Linked DNA regions of Arachis hypogaea: region 2 is linked to region 1. Evidence: chromatin contacts called from public Hi-C data. All regions are on one chromosome and are shown on one strand. Each heading gives the region's core, a stretch centred on a gene start, on an enhancer-like site or on the middle of the called end of the contact. The rest is flanking DNA. Distances are from core to core; before and after follow the strand shown. Region 1 holds the start of LOC112754955 (ATP-dependent DNA helicase At3g02060, chloroplastic). Region 2 overlaps LOC112754961 (nudix hydrolase 13, mitochondrial).

The links. A called contact is a pair of places that touch in the nucleus more often than the background predicts.
Region 2: a Hi-C map of leaf shows a contact between it and region 1, with 4 times the contacts expected there. The contact joins the enhancer-like site here to the promoter of LOC112754955 in region 1. A contact is called at or near these places in 3 of 8 Hi-C or Micro-C datasets (leaf and an unstated tissue).

What each region holds. Positions count from the first base shown.
Region 1 is chr16:128,494,278-128,500,983 of arahy.Tifrunner.gnm2.J5K5, reverse strand. LOC112754955 (ATP-dependent DNA helicase At3g02060, chloroplastic) reads left to right here and starts at 2,766. Exons shown (of 14, transcript XM_025802793.3): 1 at 2,766-3,326; 2 at 3,455-3,742; 3 at 4,065-4,290; 4 at 4,532-4,777; 5 at 5,565-5,699; 6 at 5,786-5,910; 7 at 6,098-6,237; 8 at 6,509-6,579. The coding sequence starts at 2,992. LOC112754956 (potassium transporter 4) reads left to right here. Exons shown (of 8, transcript XM_025802795.3): 8 at 1-665. The coding sequence ends at 357.
Region 2 is chr16:128,820,555-128,827,808 of arahy.Tifrunner.gnm2.J5K5, reverse strand. It overlaps LOC112754961 (nudix hydrolase 13, mitochondrial), which reads left to right. Exons shown (of 6, transcript XM_025802800.3): 3 at 479-593; 4 at 666-749; 5 at 928-1,077; 6 at 1,275-1,735. The coding sequence ends at 1,529. Among protein-coding and RNA genes, the nearest start is that of LOC112754961, 6.8 kb to the left of the region's middle. Within about 2 kb of position 2,053, at least 3 of the 3 cell types and tissues checked have open chromatin away from gene starts, as enhancers often do.

The sequences.
Region 1 (6,706 bases), core at 1,517-4,016:
GTGGACAGCTCCATCCCCAGCAGTAAATCTGTAACCCTGCGCAGCTTGCAATCGGTTTATGATGATGAAAGTCCACAAGTTAGAAGGCGTCGAGTAAGATTTCAGCTACCAAACAATCCTGGTATGGATCCTGCAGTTAGGGAAGAACTTGTGGATTTGATTCAAGCTAAGGAAGCTGGGGTTGCTTATGTATTGGGGCACTCATATGTTAAGGCTAGGAAATCATCCTCATTCTTGAAGAAGCTTGTGATTGATATCGGTTACTCATTTCTACGCAAGAATTGCAGGGGTCCTGCTGTGGCTCTTAACATTCCTCACATCAGTCTCATTGAAGTTGGAATGATATATTATGTTTAGTTTCTTGGTAAAATTTGATTTACAACTTCTTCCTGGCTGTATAGAATCTATGCTCCAGGCTATAGGTGTTATTTTTATTGCCTCGCTCATGGAAAAATGAGTATGGCAGAGGAGGGTCTCTCTGAGAAAAACGCTTGTAAGGTTTATGCTGCTCTCCTAATGTGTAATTATATTATATAGTTGCAATAATTTTGTATTAGAAGTTTTTTTTTTTTTTTGGGTGAGTATTAGAAGACTCAACCTAGAAATGATCTTTCTCCTTTCCTTCCGATTATTTATTTAGTAAAAGTGTTATTTGCGCACCTAAATTATGTCCAATTAGCACATACCAAAGGGCACTTTTCCTCCAACTGCCCTCTTCCATTTCTTCCACAAATCCACAATCTTAGTGCTTCTGGCGTTTACCCCAATGGTTGTGATAATGCTGAGGGTCCTGGATCAAAAGAGATTCTGGTAATACTAACTCTACCCCATTATGATCGCTTCTCAGCCTTGGAATTCCAGGCTCTACTGCAGCATGGCCAGCTTATGAGCCATCACTCAATCTCTTTTCGCTGGTCTCCATCTCCTTTGGTGTTTGTGAAAGTTAACTCTGATGGAACTGTTTTCATGGAGCCTCAACAGTCTGCCTTTGGCACCGTCATTCGCAATGCAGACGGCAGCTGGGTGAAGAGCTGCTCCGGAACTTGTCTGCATCATCGGCCTCTTCATGCAGAGCTGCTGACTATTTATTGCAGTTTGCAACTAGCTTGGGAGTGTGGTTTTCGGGGTGTTTATTGCGCAGAAGCTCGCAATCTTTGATCTAGCAAAATTGTTCCACAACACCACATAGAGGGGCTTTCTTCTCAAGATCGCTCTGAGACTGGACTGGCAGTTTTGCTTTACTTTGGTGTCTTGCTCTGTGAACGAACCAGTGGATATCGTGGTTAGGAAGGTTTTTTTTTTTTTGAAAACAAAAGCTCAACACAGTAGAGTGGAGCAAATATAAAAGATATCTAAAACAGACAAGCAAATCTAGGAAGGTTCTGATGGAAAGAACCTACGTTGAATGGCTTCAGCCAACATGCTTATGCTTATTGATAGTTATTCTCTTTTACGAAAGAACGGCCTGAAAATAAGTTATTCCTCTAAAGCCAGCATAAAAAAGGGCGATGGTACATTTAGAGAGTGCGCAAGGATAGCCCGTGCCCTGTGAAAGCATTGATGGTTGGCTAATCCAAGACCATGTTAAATGCCTAAGAGCTCTGCACTATTACTAAAAAAATGTTAATTTATTGCATGCCCGATACAAAGTGATAGTTCCTCCGGCCTCCGCTCCAAAGGATCAGCCATATTTCCTCTTAGTTATATGCTTCGATTGTTGATGAGCACAAAGGAGGAATGTCATTTATTCACACAATAGGAACCACCAGTGCATATCCCGGTTGAGTCAAATTGATTGGTTAACTTCTTCTACCCGTCACTATAATTTTAAAACTTTCAATTAAATTTTTACATTTTTTCTTTAATTTTGTAATGAGATTCTCCCGTGCTAGAAAGGTCCTTTACCCACAATTAGGGCTGGCAATGGGTAGGATGTGCTAGAAAGGTCCTTTACCCACAATTAGGGCTGGCAATGGGTAGGGTATGGTAGGGTTTGACCTTTACCATAACTCTACTCGTGGATTGAAAATTTTATTAAAACTCTACCATATCCTACTCGCGAGTTGAGAATCTCTCAACCCTAACCCTACACGCACCCTAAAGTTCTAAACCCTACCCTACCCGCAAAAATATCAAATTTTTTCAAAGTAAATATAAAATTCAATCATTTCAAATTTTATACATATTAATAACATAAAAAATAAAAAATTAATGTTCTAAATTACTAAATTAACTAACTAATTTAGTGGTTGTTCAAGTTGTGAGTTTAACTCTCACTTCCTTCACTATATACTTATTTTTTAATAAAATATGTTATATATGAGGTGCGGGTAGGATAGGATAGGATACACCCTAAATCCGTACCCTACCCTACCCGCAAGCATACCCAGACCGTACCCTACCCTACCCGCAGCGGGTCAGGTAGCCTACCCTATTCGAACGGGTTGGATCGAGTTAGGTACCCGCGAGTAGGATATGAATTGCGAGTCCTACCCACATTTACAATAAAATTTGATTTGTGTAAACATTTTTAAGTAGAATTTGACTTTTAGGATTGGAATTCGAAGATATCCCTCTTATTTCCCTTTTCTTTTTATTTTTTGGTCTTGAAACTAGTAATTCGTTTCTTTTTTGTTTCAACTTGCTGGAAGAGGAACCCAAACCGCAGGCCCATTAAAATATATAAAATAAGTAAATAAATAAAAGAAAAGAAAAAAAAATATCCTGCACAGCCTCTTATGTCTTATCTCAACCCCAGAAAAAATAATTTGACAAAATATTTTTGATATTAAACAGGAAGTTGAGTTATGATGATATAAGATATTTGTTCCCTGTTTGCGCAAAACCCCTCCAAAACCTCCAACATTCATCTCTGAATTTGATTCTATCTTCTCAAAATACGCATTCTTCACAAAGATTCAAACTTTTTACTTTTCCAATGACCCATTTCCATTCTTCCCTCTGAAAACCACACACCACTCTCCTCTTTCCATGGCTTCACTCCTTCCAACTCCACACTTTTCCACACCCCTTATCTCCAAGCTCACTTCTTCCCCCAAAACTTGGAAACTCTTCATCCTCCCCCACCCTTTATACCCTATAGCCCTTCACATCAAGAAGAAAAACGTACTTCTTTTTCCCACCAATGCATTCTATACGCAAGGGGTCTATGCCCCTTCTTCTTCCCCTTCCAAATTGGGGAACAGAACAGAGAAAAAGAATGAGCTTGAGAATGACTCAATTGCCTTGCTCAACGAGAGAATTCGTCGCGACTATGGCAGCAGGGAGGTCTCAAGAACTGTTATGGACTCAGAGGAGGCTGATAGGTACATACTATGTTTCACAAATAAGTATTGAGTACAATATGAATTAGCCATGAATTTAAGGAGTTTAAGATTACAGTATTTGATAAATCATACGTATATGAATACGGTTAGGTATTTGTGTAATATAGGTACATACAGATGGTGAAGGAGCAGCAGCAGAAGGGGTTGCAGAAGCTGAAGGGTGAGAGGAAGGAAGGGAAAGATGGTACCTTCAGCTACAAGGTTGACCCTTATACGCTTCAATCCGGTGACTATGTTGTTCACAAGAAGGTTGGTATTGGGAGGTTTGTTGGGATCAGGTTGGATGTTCCAAAGAATTCTACAGAACCTACTGAATATGTTTTCATTGAGTATGCTGATGGGATGGCGAAGCTTCCTCTTAAGCAGGCATCGAAAATGCTCTATAGATATAGTCTGTGAGTTTTCCTTGCCCTCTTACTCTTACCTTTTTGTTATTGTAATGTAATTCATATATATAGAACAAGTCAGTTAGCTAGACATTTCAATAGAGAGATAGTGCACAATCATGGTCGTCGATGAAAAAATTGATGGTTGCGATTGAGAATTTTGCATGATACAAGAACCATAAGTGTGACATAATTTCTTTTGATGCAAACACTTTACCCTGTTAAGGCACTTTAGAGAAGCTAGTATTTTGTTTAGCTAGTAGTCAATTGTGTTTGGAGAATTGTTTTGATTTGGTCATGATCGTGTCAAATTTTGGTTGTGCCTTGGCAGTCCAAACGAGAACAAAAGACCTCGGACATTGAGCAAGTTAAATGATATTAGTAGTTGGGAGAAAAGAAAGATTAAGGGGAAGGTTGCGATACAGAAAATGGTCGTTGACTTGATGGAGCTCTATCTACATAGGCTCAAACAGAGAAGACCGCCGTACTCGAAAAGTCTTGCCATGACTGAATTTGCTGCTCAATTTCCTTATAAGCCTACACCTGATCAACAACAGGTGACATCTTAGTAAATGCTATGTGTTTAGATGGAAGGGGAATTGTTAATTATGATTGTATATTCTAATTTTAATTTGTAATTTAAAATTTTTAAATAATTACATGTTATGTTCTAAGGCATTCACGATAAATCAGAATTTATACATATACATATTCACATTTGTTTCAATATGACATGTTTATTTGATGCTTATGAGTTATTTCCATCTCTTCCAAATACGTACCTTTCTATCTGTCCAGGCTTTTATTGATGTTGAGAGGGATTTGACAGAGCGAGAAACTCCAATGGACAGATTAATTTGTGGAGATGTTGGTTTTGGCAAAACTGAGGTTGCACTACGTGCTATCCACTGTGTTGTGTCAGCGAAAAAGCAAGCAATGATTCTAGCACCAACTAGAGTTCTAGCAAAACAACATTTTGATGTTATATCTGAACGCTTTTCTGTATATCCTGATCTCAAAGTTGGACTACTAAGCAGGTTTCAGGTATGGCCGAGTTTTCTCTTTTTCCCATTTTTATTATAGTTAAATACTCAAATATATCTAATTTTATGAAGTATGGGGATTATAGTTTAACTTATTTCGTAGTCAAATAAGAACAACAATATGCTTTCATCCAGTTGAGTTTGTTAAGAACTCTCTCTAATGCTAAGTCAAAATATCCATAAACTATAATCATGAGCTAAACTGAATACATGTCAGTTTTTGGTTGAAGTAACACTTCCCTGCACTAACAAAACAGTTTCCACTTATTGGATAAACGTGATGTCTTTTCAGTAGCTCTTTTTTTGTGAAGAACCCTATCAGTGCATCAAATTGGAAGTTTCTGACTTTAAATGATATATTCTTTATTTTGCTCGCTGGATATATATTTCATTGCCTACTCACTTTTTTATGGAAACGATTCCTTCTTCTGGTTTGGCATCTCCATTTATAAAGGGTGTTATTTTATGCTTGGTGTTCAATTATATTAAAATTTTCTTTCATTTCCATTTTCATGGCTATTATATGACAATACATGATGTACTTCTGCTACATATATACGTAATCGAGTGGTGCATTGTCTTGCTTCCTCATTTTTTATATATATTAATCTAGCTTTTCTTTAAAATTGATGGCATAAGTACATTGTAGGAATTGATATTTAGCCAATTATTAAGTTCAAGAAATATGAGCTGCATCAAGGGAAAATGTTATCATCTTGGTGGATATTTATGAATAATTAGGAACATGTCAATCAATTTTAGACTATGTGATTTATCACTACTTGCAGACCAGAGCAGAGAAAGAAGCACAATTGGACAAGATTAAGAATGGTGACCTGGACATTGTTGTTGGAACTCACTCGCTTCTTGGAGATCGTGTTGTATATAACAAACTTGGCCTGCTCGTGATTGATGAGGAACAGGTTTGCCAATTCTTGGCAATAGTTGTTTCACTTGCAATTACAGTCCTATTGCTTTTCTCTACTAAGTAATGAGTTATGCATTGCAGAGGTTTGGTGTCAAACAGAAGGAGAGGATTGCTTCTTTTAAAACTTCGGTGGACGTACTTACTCTATCGGCAACCCCTATCCCGAGAACTCTCTATTTAGCCTTGACAGGGTTTCGTGATGCTAGGTAACTAGCTTTAACAATTTTATTTTCACCTTCTTTATCTTCTGCTTCTATATTACTTAGCACTTCATCTCTTGCAAGATTAGCATTTTTCATTAAACTTGCACTAATCAAAAGAAGATCAGTTAAGGCCAACTAATCCAAGCATAAAGTATACTATGGTAATTTCGTTTGTTAATTTCCATTTCAGTTTAATTACAACCCCACCTCCAGAAAGAGTTCCCATCAAGACTCACCTTTCTGCATTCAGTAAGGATAGAGTAATATCGGCCATCAAGTATGAGCTCGACCGTGGCGGTCAAGTTTTTTATGTTCTGCCACGTATTAAAGGTGATTCTCATGTAATAATTTTTCATTTATTTACATAATGTCAAGTTTTTTTCATTTCTTTGACTTAAGTTGAAGAGTAGTTACCATAACAGTAAATTTACTTTGAATATATTAAAGAAAGATAAGCTTATGAATTTTAATTTGAGACGACAATCATGGACATAAAAGGGAAATTATGCATCAAGGTGCATGGTGGTGCTGTTGACATATATTTGCTAATTTACATTTATTTCCATGTTGACTGTTTTCTTCTCAACTATTTGCCTTATAGGACTTGAAGAAGTAATGTATTTTCTTGAAGAGTCATTCCCAGATGTTGAAATAGCCATTGCCCATGGGAAGGTAGTTGCTTCTTTTTTGGGTCTACTGTCGCATATCACATGAAAGAGAAATGTTGAGTACTTGAGTTTAATTATTCTATCGGTCTTATAGTTTTACTAAATTTTTAGTTACGTCCTTATAGTTTAAA
Region 2 (7,254 bases), core at 804-3,303, 330 kb before region 1:
ATTATTATGAAATCATGTAATGAAAGAATGTGTTTGATGTATCAATAATCAATTATATTACACAATAATAATAACAGGTCCAGATGGCAAAATTCTCAAAAACAAGTGCACCTTGCTTGTCAAGTAATTTCACCTGCGAAAATATTTAGTAATAAAAAATGGTTTAATTTTTGATACACTGCCGTTGTAAAATAAGTATTTTATAAAATTGTGCACATTCGTTCTTTTAAATGACTATTCACGTAATTAATATAAAAAATAATTATTTTTACTATTGTAGCGTTACGTAAACTACTTTACAAATTAACCATAACTTACCTTATTTTATCTCTCTAACATTGCTGTTTCACAAGCAATAAACAAATATTGAGCAGTTTTAGTATCTTTTCTATAGAGTTTCAATATATTGTGAGAAGAAGAAATTTTGTGAGATTTGCAAGAGATTCTTATGGTTAAGCTTTCCTTTGCATTGCAACAGGTGTATTCCCTATAGGTGGATAAAGGACAGCACAGATCAAACGGGCGAAACAGAGGAAATGATAGAAGTACTGATGGTTTCTTCGCCGAAACGCGATGATCTTGTATTTCCAAAGGTACTTGATAATGAATTAGATATTGTCTATGTCTGCAACAATTCAAACTCTTCCATATTGATCACTTTCCAGGGTGGATGGGAGGATGATGAAACTGTTACGGAAGCCGCATGCCGCGAAGCATTAGAGGAAGCAGGAGTTAAAGGAATTCTAAGAGTAGGTTCAATATCCTTCTTGCTCATTCAACTTGTTCACTTATAGTTCTTCATGGTATGTTTATGCACACCTATTAAACTAAGTTAACTAACACAATTAAACATTTAATCGCATTAACTGATGATGTCTACTATTGATTTTGATTTCCTTTGACTAATTAGCTGACTTTCATGTTTAGGAAGTTCCACTGGGAATATGGGAATTCAGAAGCAAAAGCAACCTTGACTTATGTTGTACGGAAGGTGGTTGTAAAGGATACATGTTTGCCATGGAGGTTACCGAAGAACTTCACACTTGGCCGGAGCAAAATAACCGCAGTCGCCAATGGGTAAGTGTTCTGAAGGAATACTTAGGAGAAGAATTACATCAACCCGATTACCATGTTGTTAATTGGTCAATGTTATGAACAAAATTCATAACAAGTTTTCATCTTTCTATTTCTCTGTATTGTTTACATAATAGAATGTATTTCTACATTAGAGAGCAGCTATATCTGAGTCTAAGTCTAATATTTTGTCTTCTCAGTTAAACATAAAGCAGGCATTTAGTCTGAGCCGGTACGAGTGGATGTGTAGCGCGCTCGAGGAGTTTCTTAAAGTCATGGAAGAAGAAAGAAAGCTTGAGAAGCAAGATGATGATAGCATTGGTTGCCCTTCAAGTCTAGTAGCAGATGTTTCAGAATCTCAAAGTATGGCACCACCTAAGTGCTATAAAAGATCCTCTACTATGCCACACCATAGTATGAATTCTAAGAAAAACATCTTATCATGTGCTTCTTAAGAATAGCCATCAACTTTAGCTTTTGACATGTTTTCTGGTTTTTTTTTTTCTTTTTTTTTTTTTATGTAATGAATCAATGTTGAAAGGAAGTAAGCAACATCTTCAACTGATGTTTATTTTCTTCAACACACTTTGTTCCTAAGAGAACCTTGTAAAAAATGTCATCAAATGTGAAAAAAAAAAAAGAAAAGAAAAGATTCATGATATTTTAACCTTTCACTTTTTTATTTAGAACAATTGATTTCATTCTCAACAATAATGATTAGTATTGGTGTTACTCTCTTTTGCTACTCGTTTCTGCGTCTCTTTACTTTGAATGGAAAACATGCTTTCCTAACTAATTAAAATTGAATCAGTTTGCGATGACCTCTAACCTCTTAACAAAAAAAAGTATGATTGCAAGAGCAGTGGTCAGAAGTTATGTTCAGAAGCGGTCTTGTCAAGATAGGAGGATTATTTGTTAATCTGAAGTAGTTAATGGTATGTTGAGAATAAAATTTGTTGGACAATGGATTTTATGGGCCTAATGTTATTTTGGCTGGGCTTGTTGGGCGCTGCCTAAAGAGGCGGCGGAAAGAATATGGAAGGACTGTTTATATATTTTAGAACCCATAACTAAAACTTACCAAAAAAAAAAAAGAACCCATAACTAAAAAAAGAAAAATATCTCCAAAAAAAAAAGAACAAATACAGTGGCGTGAAGAACAAAAATATTAAAAAGCAGTAGCGTTGTGCTGCATTTAAAAAAAGGCAAATTCTTTGGTGGCTTCTGGTGCCGAATTTGCCGATGTGCCTTTTATGGTAAATATTAGATATTATTTTTTTATCTTTTGTTTAGTAAATTAAAAAATTATGAATTTGTTTGGGTGAATTTTTAATAAAAAAAAATTTTTAAATTATTTTTTAAAAGAATTTTGTATCGTATATTCTAATGGCATAGATAGGGGTGACAATGGATAAAATAGGGTTTAGATCCAACCCTAATTCTACTATAGGTATCTAATTCTATCCGTAAATTTTCATAAATATGCAATATTATTATATAACCTAATGAGCATGCAAATTAAAAATTTAATACAAACAATACAATTATTCCACAAATAATACAATCGTCCCATAAACAACATAATCATCAAATGTTCAATTATAATAAAAGTCTTTGTTTAAATTTATAACACAAACACAAAAAAATATTGTGATATAATGTTGTATCAGTAAAACAGAATTGATTTTTATATAAACAAAAGTGTTAAACTATCAATTGAGAATCTTAATTCAATGATAAAAATCTTTTACACTAAGTGAGAGGTCTTTTGTCTTTAATTCAATATGTACCTATAACATATTTTTATAACATATACATATATAGGGTGTGGGTTGGTTGGGTAGGTTTGAGACTCAACCCGCATCCTATCTGACTCGCACTCAAACTCGCTCTGCACTCAACTCTACCCACAGTGGATCTGGTTGGCAACCCTATCCAACCGGTTTGAATACTCGAAAAGTAGAGTGCATGCTGTCACCCAACATAGGCTAAGCATACCATAAAAAAAAAGTTTAATATTATTTATTATTTCTATGCATTGAAAATGTAAAAAAAAAAAATTATTTTTGCAATAAATAACATTAAAACATATATTTTATGGTATGCTTAATCTATGCCCTTACAGCATACGATAGAAAAATCTTTTTTTAAAAGATCTTTTAAGTAAAAGTAATTTTATGTTTGGATATTTTATGTAAAAAGATTTTTTTATCTATCAATTATATTTGTGTTATAACAAGATAAAAATACTTATTTATTTATTTATTATGTGAAAAATATCTTTTTTTTAAAAATATATTTAAAAAAAGATATAAATTATAATTTTTCAAAAAAAATATTTTTTATTTTTTTAGTACTTTTATTTTTATTATTAAAAATTTGCTAAACATACTACAAAAAAATATTTTTATTAAAAAAATATTTTTTTACATATTTAATAACACTCAAACAAGCACTACATATAAATACCATAACAAGCATCTTTAAAAAATTGAACATTAATAAAAAAATAAAAAAGATTAATAATTATTGAAACCACTGTAGCGTTTCTAGTGGCCAAAAGAAGGATTACTGGGTCGCCCAACCAGGTAAATGTAATAGATGGAGAAAGTTTGCTAGTATGATATTTTCCTTAAAGAAAAAAGTACAGGAGTTGTTTGTTTGTGAATTTTACTAGCTTTTATGAGTTTTTGTTAATAAAATATTCCTTTTTCGGTTATTGTTGGTGTGAGGGGCCATGTAAAGGAGGATAAATCAAAACAGGCCCAATTTGAATATTAGTACCTAACTAATATATAAGTAGGGGAGCACTATGGTAAAGATGCAAATTGGTACAGATTTACAGATATTTTCTCACTTTTATTGTTGTATTGACACGTGGATTTACTGTTCCCTTAAAAGTTTTGTCTCAAATTTTTAAATGGCGGGATCATTTGGTTGTGGCTAAGTCAAGCCTCTCCCACGCAACAGTAGTGGTTGTCGTAGGGGTTTCTGAGCAATAACAGGTCTTTTTGTTTAAATGGCTAGTCTGGATTGATAATTTCAAAAATTAATGGAAATAAGATGTTTTTGGGTCTACTAGAAAAATAAATGAAATTAGGTCAAATAAATAAATACGAGAACAATACTAACAAAAAATAATAATAATAAACATGAGAACTATTTAATAGCTATATTTAATTATTTATAGGCTTTAGCCAAAAAAATAAAAAAAGTTGTTTCATTTGCAAGCTAAATATTATTAGATTTTATTTATTATTTATATTAGCTTAGTAGCTTTTTTAGGATTAGTTCAAAGAAATAAAATTTAAATATAAAAGGTTCATAAAATGTTTGTTGTACTCTAATTTTAAAAAGAATTGTTTGGTTGCAAATTTTAACTACTACTATAGCATTTTTTCAAATATAATAATTTTCACAATAACTTATTATACTTTACTAACATTAAGGACACTATAATTTTCAAATATAATAATTTTCACAATATCTCTGCATTTAGACATGTTAGAATTTTTAATTTGAGAAGAAGTACAAATTGAGAAAAAAATAATAAAGAAACATCTAAAGAAAAAGACGCATATAATGAAAATTTTAAGAAAAAAAAAATTAACTTTCCAAAGTAACGAATTTTAAAACAATATCAAATACATAAACCAAAAGAAAATATCAACTGTAGAAATTTTGAACAAATTAAAATGAAATACTAATAAATAGAAGATTCAACCAACACTTAAAAAATTTATTTAAAATAAAAAATTAAACTTACATAAAGATGTGGTGAAATATGAAATAATAACATCTTTAGAAAGTGTCTAATAATTTTATTTATTTTTAAATATTCAACAATTAAATAAAAAGTGACAAACGAGCTATACCTTAAATGACATAGTTTTTTCATGCTCACTTAGAGATTGCAAGTTCGAGTCTCCTTATTTTTAGTAAAAAAAAAAAATAATTAAACAAAAAGTGACACATAAATAGTTGATGAAACTAACTCTACAATGTAGCATAGGGCTAACAATACATACTTTATCCGTGGCTACCCAACCCCGCCCAATCCGGTCGGGTAGGATAGACTACTCGACTCATTGCGGGTATGGTAGAAGGTAGAGCCGTAGAGATCTAATTTAAAGTAATAATTTTTTATTTTTTATTTTATTAATATGTATAAAATTTGGAATGATTGAATTTTATATTTTCTTTAAAAAAATTTAATATTTATGCAGGCATGATAGGGTAGGGTTTAGAACTTTAGAATACGGATAGGATTAGGATTGAGAGATTTCAACTCGCGAGTAGAATATGATAGAGTTTTAATAAAATTTTCAACTCGCGGGTAGGGTTAGGATAAGATCCAAATTCTATCCTACCCTGCCCATTACTAGTCCTAATATAGGACCAATAATGACAGAAAATACATACACTCATCAAATATTAAACATAATAATTATATGTCATTGTAAAATTTATATAAGACTATCATATTTTGGACAAACTAAAATTTTAATTTGCAGAAGTTATAATTTATTAAAAAGATAATTTTATTCCAAATTAAAAGTTTTCTTTGTAGAAATAAAAAAATTTTTTTAGGTGTTCGTATAAATATTTATAATTTTTTTATAATAAATATTTTTTCTTTAAATTTGAATAAGTAAGTCTTTATAAAAAAATCTTAATATAAGCAATGCACATGTGCATTTAAATTTGAATAAATAAGGTTACAAAAAAAATTAACCAAATTAATTTAAATTTATTGAATTCAATTAGATAAATAACAAATTATTTATTTTATTATATACTTTATAAATTAATAAACCAATTAACCAATATAATAAATTACAATTAATGCAGTATATTTAATTGATTGATATAAATTATAATAAATTACATTGACATTTAAATATCTAATCAAATCAATTAATTGAAATAATTAAGTTATCGTAATAAATTATATTTAATGAGTTAAAATAAATAAATTAAAAAATACTGTCCAAAACATCAATACTATCATTAAATACAGAAATATAATTTTTATATAATATAATAGATTAAAAATTCAATTATCACTTTTTAAAAAAAAATAACATTTAATTTATCAAGAATTAATATCATATTTTAAAAGATTAAATACTAATTTATCAATTATTGTTAGAAAATATCTAAAAATGTCCTATAGACATTACCTAAGTAAGCAAGGGTCTTAGTAGGTTTAAGTGTATTGAAATTTCAAGATATCTGAGAGGTCAGTGTATTTATAAGTGATGAACCAATAATCACCGTTGGAGTAGTTTCACTTCTGGTAGAAATAATCGCCCTTTTATCTTAAGGTTGTCGAGATCTCTTTTTTAGAAATGGGCGAGAAATATTAGAAGGTAATTACAACTTCCTTGAAAATGTGAATTGGATGACGCGGCGCCTCAGTCCGACCTGTTAGGAGGTCGGTTATAGGTGGGTGTTTTTTGGGGTCTTTCTATTTTTAGGCCGCACTCTATACTTTGAGTCAGGCATGAACAATAATACTTTTTTTTTTAAAAAAAGGTAAAAACAAAAACTTTTTTAATATTTAATTTTTTTTTAAAAGAATCTATTCTAATGTGCAATTGCTTTTTTCTGTTTATCAAAAAGAAAAAAAATTACATTTTCAAAAAACTAAGATGACCCTCATTTTTTTGTTTACTGAAATTAACTTCTTAGATAAAAAAAATTAGTAAAAGTTATTTTTAGCATAGTTATTAAACTCAATTTAATTTTGTTAGTCGAATTGGTAAATCCAGTTTGGCTTAGTTAATTGAATTGAAACTTCGGTCATAATCTTATTAGTTGAATTGGTAAATTCAGTTTGACTTAGCGTGTGTTTGGATTATAATTTGTCAAATTAGAGTTTGAATAAAAGTAATTTTATAGAATTAATTTTGGGTAGAAGTAACTTTGTGTTAACATGATTTATATTTGGCAACTCTATACCAAATTTGATTTATGTTTGGTTTTATGAACAAAATCATTTATGCATTTATAGAGAAGAAAACTAGCCAAATAAAAAATTGAAGCTTTCAAGAAATTCTAACATGTTTACCAAACATACTCTTTAGTGGATTGAATTGAAAATTTGGTCATCAATCTTTATTGGATCATTCAAAATAATAACAACAACATTATCTATTACAACTTAATCTTTCAACA